Regions from separate parts of the Sus scrofa genome. Here region 2 is linked to region 1. The links are chromatin contacts, called in public Hi-C maps. All regions are on one chromosome and are shown on one strand. The core of a region is the stretch at or near the end of the contact, and the rest is flanking DNA. Distances in the headings are between cores, read along the strand shown.

Region 1 (2,700 bases), core at 188-2,687:
TGGAAAACCTCGTCTATAAATGGCCAGAGATAAGTAAATATTTTAGGCTTTGTGGACCATACTCTCTCTGTTAAAACCCTGCCGTTGTGTAGTCCAGAAGTAGCCATTGACGATACATGAGCCATTGGCTATGGTTGTGTTCCAGTAAAACTTCATGCATGGTCACAAATTTGAATTTCCTATCATTTTCACGTGCCACGGTATTTCTTTTGGGGAGTTCCCTTTATGGCTCAGCACAGACTTGACTAGTATCCATGAGGAAGTGGGTTCTATCCCTGGCCTTGCTCATTGGGTTAATAGGGATCTGCCGTTGCTGTGAGCTGTGGTGTAGGTTGCAGATGTGGCTTGGATCTCATGTTGCTGTGGCTTTGGTGCAGGCTGGTGGCTGCGGCTCCAATGCGACTCCTAGCCTGGAAACTTCCATATGCCTCGGGTGTGGCCCTAAAAAAACAAAATTATAACATATATATGAATCTTTTTGACTTTTTTTTAAGAAAACATTTAAGGAGTCCCTTTGTGACACAGCAGAAATGAATCCGACTAGTAACCATGAGGTTGAGGGTTTGATCCCTGGTCTTGCTCGGTGGGTTAAGGATCCAGTGTGGCCATGAGCTATGGTATAGGTTGCAGACACGGCTCGGAATCCATGTTGCTGTGACTGTGGTGCAGGCCAGCAGCTGTAGCTCCTATTTGACCCCTAGCCTGGGAACCTACATAGGCCGAGGGTGCAGCCCTAAAAAGCAAAAAAAATAAATAATAAATAAAAATAAAAAACATTTAAGGTGTAAAATATTTTACAGAGATCATACAAAAACAGATGACAGGCAAGGTGTGGCCTGTGGGTCACTTCGCTGCCAGCAGGGGTCAAGGGTTAGATATCCATGTTATGCTTGTCTATTTTATCTGGTTCTATGGACTCTATACCACTTGCATGTTTTCTTACATAAAGCAGCAATGGGTGCCAGTGTTACAGGTTTTCAGTAATTTCTTCCACAGAGGCCATGCCTCGTGTGACATCAGTCCTGGGCTCCGCCACTTTCTGGCATCAGAGCCTTCTGCTTCCCCAGGGCGAATTGAGACCTCGCCGTCTCCTCCTCTCTTCTCACCTGTACCCAAGACCATTTATCTCACCATGACATGCTCTTGCCCTTGCCTTACTCTGTATTGGAATCAAGTTGTTCAGTTCTCAACAGGTGAACCTCAGACCAAAATGTTTAGTCAGAAAAAGCATCTTGGAAAATAACCATGATTACAGCCTACCTGACAAAGCCCGGCAGATGGCAGGCAGGCTACACTCCAAAGGAAATCAACCAGCAGTCCCAGAATCCCACAAAAAGTAAATATGGATGGAACATTTTGCACATAATTCCAGAGGTTTTGCAGACCCCACCGCCTGGGTGTGGTGGTATGTGCTCCCTTCACTGCCCCTGCGGAGGATGCCTGAGGCCAGAAAGTGGAAGACGATGGGCAGCGAGAGGTGGAACAGCCATAGAAGCCTGGCTTCTGGGGGTTGTCAGATGCCGACATCGGCAGATGTGATTAGTAAATCCCAACAACGTCATGTCCATGGGCTGAAGTTATAGGCTGTGTAGGATCGTGATCTTCAATCTTGTCAGGCTAAATAGTGGCTTTTTAAAAACCATACACTTTTAAATTTTAAGAATTGTGTATGTTTTTGCTTCTATAATGCACTATGTTACTTGAATTTTTGATACAGGAGGGGTGATAAAACTGGTTTGTGGGTATTTCTGAGATGTGAGAAGCAGTAAATTAAGACTAGGAAGTGGACATTCTTGTTTAATTAAAGGCCGCTTTTGTTACATTGGAATACCTCTGAAGTTGGAATGCATCTTCAGTTCACCAGCCTCGGTGTTGTGTTTTCTTGGAGGTACCTAGAATGATGAAGCTTCATATGGCCACAGATCTTCGGTGTCCCAAACTGAGCAGTGTTATCTTCTCACCAAGTTTTTGGCACTTTTAGGGTTGGTTGTGTATAGGATGGGGCTATGATATTTGCTTCAGGTTACATTCGTTTCATTATCCATTGGAATACTTAAATATTTCATCTAGTGGTAGGATTCGTGTAGGAGAACTAGGATAAATACTTGAGTCTCTACCATGATTTGAGCTGGCCTTTCTAACCATGATCCATAACCCAGAAAGCCATCAAAGAAAAAAAGTAAAACTCCTGTCCACCAAATCTCAAGACTTTTCTCACCATTGAAAGTCATGGTGAAATTTTCACTTTCCATTTTTCAACACCAACCCTCAATAAATTACCCTTTTTGAAACCTTAAAATGTCTCATCTTTGGCTGGTGGAAGACCCTTCAAACTGGCTTCTGAGGCCTTTTAATACAACCTAGAAATCTTTGACACCTTCCTCATCTGGCATGACAGTGTCCCAGGCTCATCCAGGACATTTCTTGCAGACCTGCAATCAGAGATTTCTCTAAGAATCCCTGGTTTCTTTGCATGGAAAATATTATTTCACAACTATAATTTGTGTGCTAGCAAAGCCTGTTGCTACTAGTTTGTCCTTGTTTCCTGGGTTTATCGGTGGATTAAGCTAAGAGAAAATAACCTGAATTCAGGACTGTGGGGTTTTTTTCTTAAGATTTCCTATATTGTGTCCTAATCATTTTCGCTCAGAATCAGAATCAGGATCAGGGCTCTCAAGGATACAGGAGGCATAGAATTAG
Region 2 (2,700 bases), core at 85-2,584, 650 kb before region 1:
TATCAAAAGAAGAACAGAACTGAAACGGATTTAGGTAATCTATAAGCAACTCAAAAATTAACATAAGCCCGATACCAATAACGCCCGGGACAGCCTGACAGCTCTCTTCTCTATTTTCCTTAGTACCGCTCATTTCCAAAGGAAATGTCACAACAGGAGCAACATACTCTTTCCCGAGGTTCTAAGACTCAACATTCTCAACATTAACGTATAGTACACAGCTCAAGAATGCGCTGACGGCTGATTTAAACCAATCCTTTCAATGAAATCCACGAAGGCTGAGAAGGCCCAATAAAGCAGAACCGTAAGTTCCCTACGGCCTTTTTCTCATTCAGAAAGTTAGTAGACACGAAATAAAGGACAGGAAGAGGCAGGGACCATGGGGGAAGAAAGAATCGAAGGCAACACCAGAAAAAGTCGAATTGCTCACCCAAAGACCAATCTTCTCCACTCGCCCCGAAGTGGGCAAAGGTCCAAGAAGGACCCTTGGGGGACCGCTCACCTCTTTCCCCTGGGAGCCCAAAGCCCTCTCGCTCCCTGAGGCCCCGAATGTTGGAAGACAACAACACGAAATCTTGGGGAAAAGCAGCTGCGGAGGACGTAATGGGCTGGTGAGGACCAGGGAGATCCCACAGGAAAGTGTTAGGGAACCTTGAGTGCTACCCAGGCTTCGGTCGCGGCCCTGGGACTACAGCACAGAGACGATCCGCCCTAACCGGACAGAGATGAGAGTGCAGGGGTCCGGTGCCCACAAAGAGCCGTCCCCCCGCCTCCCGCGGACGCCCTCAAACCAAGCCTTCGCCTCTAGTCCGTTCCGCAGGCCCTGGAACACTTACGTGGAGAGTTTCCTAGTCCAGAAGAGGCCCCCGGGCCACAGCTCTTGGAGCTGCACCGCCCGGCCCAGGTTGCTTTTGATCTGGGCCAGCTGCAAGTCGGATTCGGCGTCCAGCTGCTCGGCGTAGGGCAGCAGCTTGTTGTAGACGATCTCCTTTTGCGGGACGAAGCCCCGCGGGTTCGGACTTGGACGCCCGCCCGGTTCCGAGGGATCCCCGCCGCCTGCCCGTTCGGCCGGCTCCATGAGCCCAGGGACAACCCCCCAACCCCCTCCCACCCTAACCCTCCCCGGCCCCCACCCCTCTCCGGGCTCCGCCTCCTCCGCGTCGTCGTCGCCCTGCGGCCGCCGGCGGCCCGTAACCCTCTGCCCTATTGCTGGGCCCCCTCCCCTGGCCGGCGCGCTGCTGACCCCCGCGCGGTGCCCGGTTCGTTGGCGGCGGCAGCGGCCGCTCAGCCCGCTCCGCACCGGCTCGGCTGGTGACGCTGCAGCCGCCGGGCCCGGAGGTTCCGGACCGGCCTCAAGTCACTTCCGGGGCGGGGCGGGGTGGGGAGGGGCGACGGCGTCGGAGGAGGAGGCGGCCGCAGAGGCAGCCCAGCGGGCAGCGCCTTCCTCCCTGTGGGCCGGGCTCCGAGCCCCCACCCCTGGGCCTCAGCGGCCCAGCGCGAGGCTGTCCCGCCGGAAATCGAGTCCGAATTCCAAGTTATTGTCCTTCCTCGCCTAGGGTCTCGCACTGCTTGCGGCTGCCCTCAGGAACCGCTAGTCGCCGTGGCCTCCGATGAGACAGTCGACGTAGTGCCCCATGCCGAGTTTATGGAAAAACCTAGGTACTCTATCCGTCCCACTTGCTGCTTATCGATTTTTTAGTGACCCCTTTAAGCCCTTGTCTTTCTGGCATTCTTTTGGCCGCCCTCATTCCAAAGAAAAGAGTTCAACATTCAGCAAATATTAATTGAACTACTACTGTGTGTCAGACACTTATTTTAGGCCCTAGAGTTGGAAAGTTTTAGAGCACCTGGTTTCTGCGCTCCAGGGGCTTTACATCGCGTGGATCTCTTGATTAGAGAATATGCAATTACAAGACAATACTGCTAGATAAGTACAGAATGTCTTGGGAACACCTAAAGATGACTTCACACTGTATTTCTGGGAAACTTAAGATGGTTTCCTAGAAATTACATGTAGCGTTGAGCTTAAGGGTTAAGTGCCGAACCGATTAGAAAAAGAAGAGAGAGGAACATACATATATTTCAGCTGAGGGAGCAGCATAGGCTGCAAGCCTGCATTCCAGGAATTCAAAGTTCAGAATGACTGCAGGCGGTTAGTAGAGAGGGGAGTAAATTACTGAGACTGAGAAGGACATGCTAGGGAGTTTTTAGAGCTTTATCCTTTTTTAAAAATTTTTATTTATTTATTTATTTTTTTGGTCTTATTTAGAGCAGCTGCGGTGCCATATGGAAGTTCCCAGGCTAGGGGTGGAATCTAAGCTGCAGCTGCCAGCCTATGCTACAGCCACAGCAATGCAGGATCTGAGCCAAGTCTGCAACCTACACCACAGCTCACGGCAATGCCAGATCCCCGACCCCAACCAGGGATAGAACCTGCGTCCTCATGGGTACTAGTCAGATTTGTTTCTGCTAGGCCATGACAGGAACTCCTAGAGCTTTATCTTAAAGGCAACAAGAAGCTGAAAATTGATAAGCATAGAAGAGGCATTATATAATTTATGTTTTTGAAGAATCACTCTGGGTTTGTGTGGAGAATGGATTAGAACAGATAAAATTGGAAGCTGGTGGACCCTTTAAGGAGATGTGACTTAATGGTGGCGCTCATGTCCGTTGAAATGCCTGCGCTTGGTAGTTGACTGG

Evidence for each region. Hi-C and Micro-C count contacts between places; a contact is called where the count stands out from the background.
Region 2: a Hi-C map of liver shows a contact between it and region 1, with 3 times the contacts expected there. The contact joins the promoter of PSME4 here to the promoter of LOC110260125 in region 1. A contact is called at or near these places in 1 of 5 promoter capture datasets (fetal skeletal muscle) and 2 of 47 Hi-C or Micro-C datasets (embryonic fibroblasts and liver).

What each region holds. Positions count from the first base shown.
Region 1 is chr3:86,582,269-86,584,968 of Sscrofa11.1, reverse strand. It overlaps LOC110260125, which reads left to right and starts at 1,437. Exons shown (of 5, transcript XM_021088405.1): 1 at 1,437-1,535. The coding sequence starts at 1,437.
Region 2 is chr3:87,230,144-87,232,843 of Sscrofa11.1, reverse strand. PSME4 (proteasome activator complex subunit 4) reads right to left here and starts at 1,334. Exons shown (of 47, transcript XM_003125150.6): 1 at 837-1,334. The coding sequence starts at 1,078. It overlaps ACYP2 (acylphosphatase-2), which reads left to right and starts at 1,468. Exons shown (of 5, transcript XM_021088229.1): 1 at 1,468-1,659.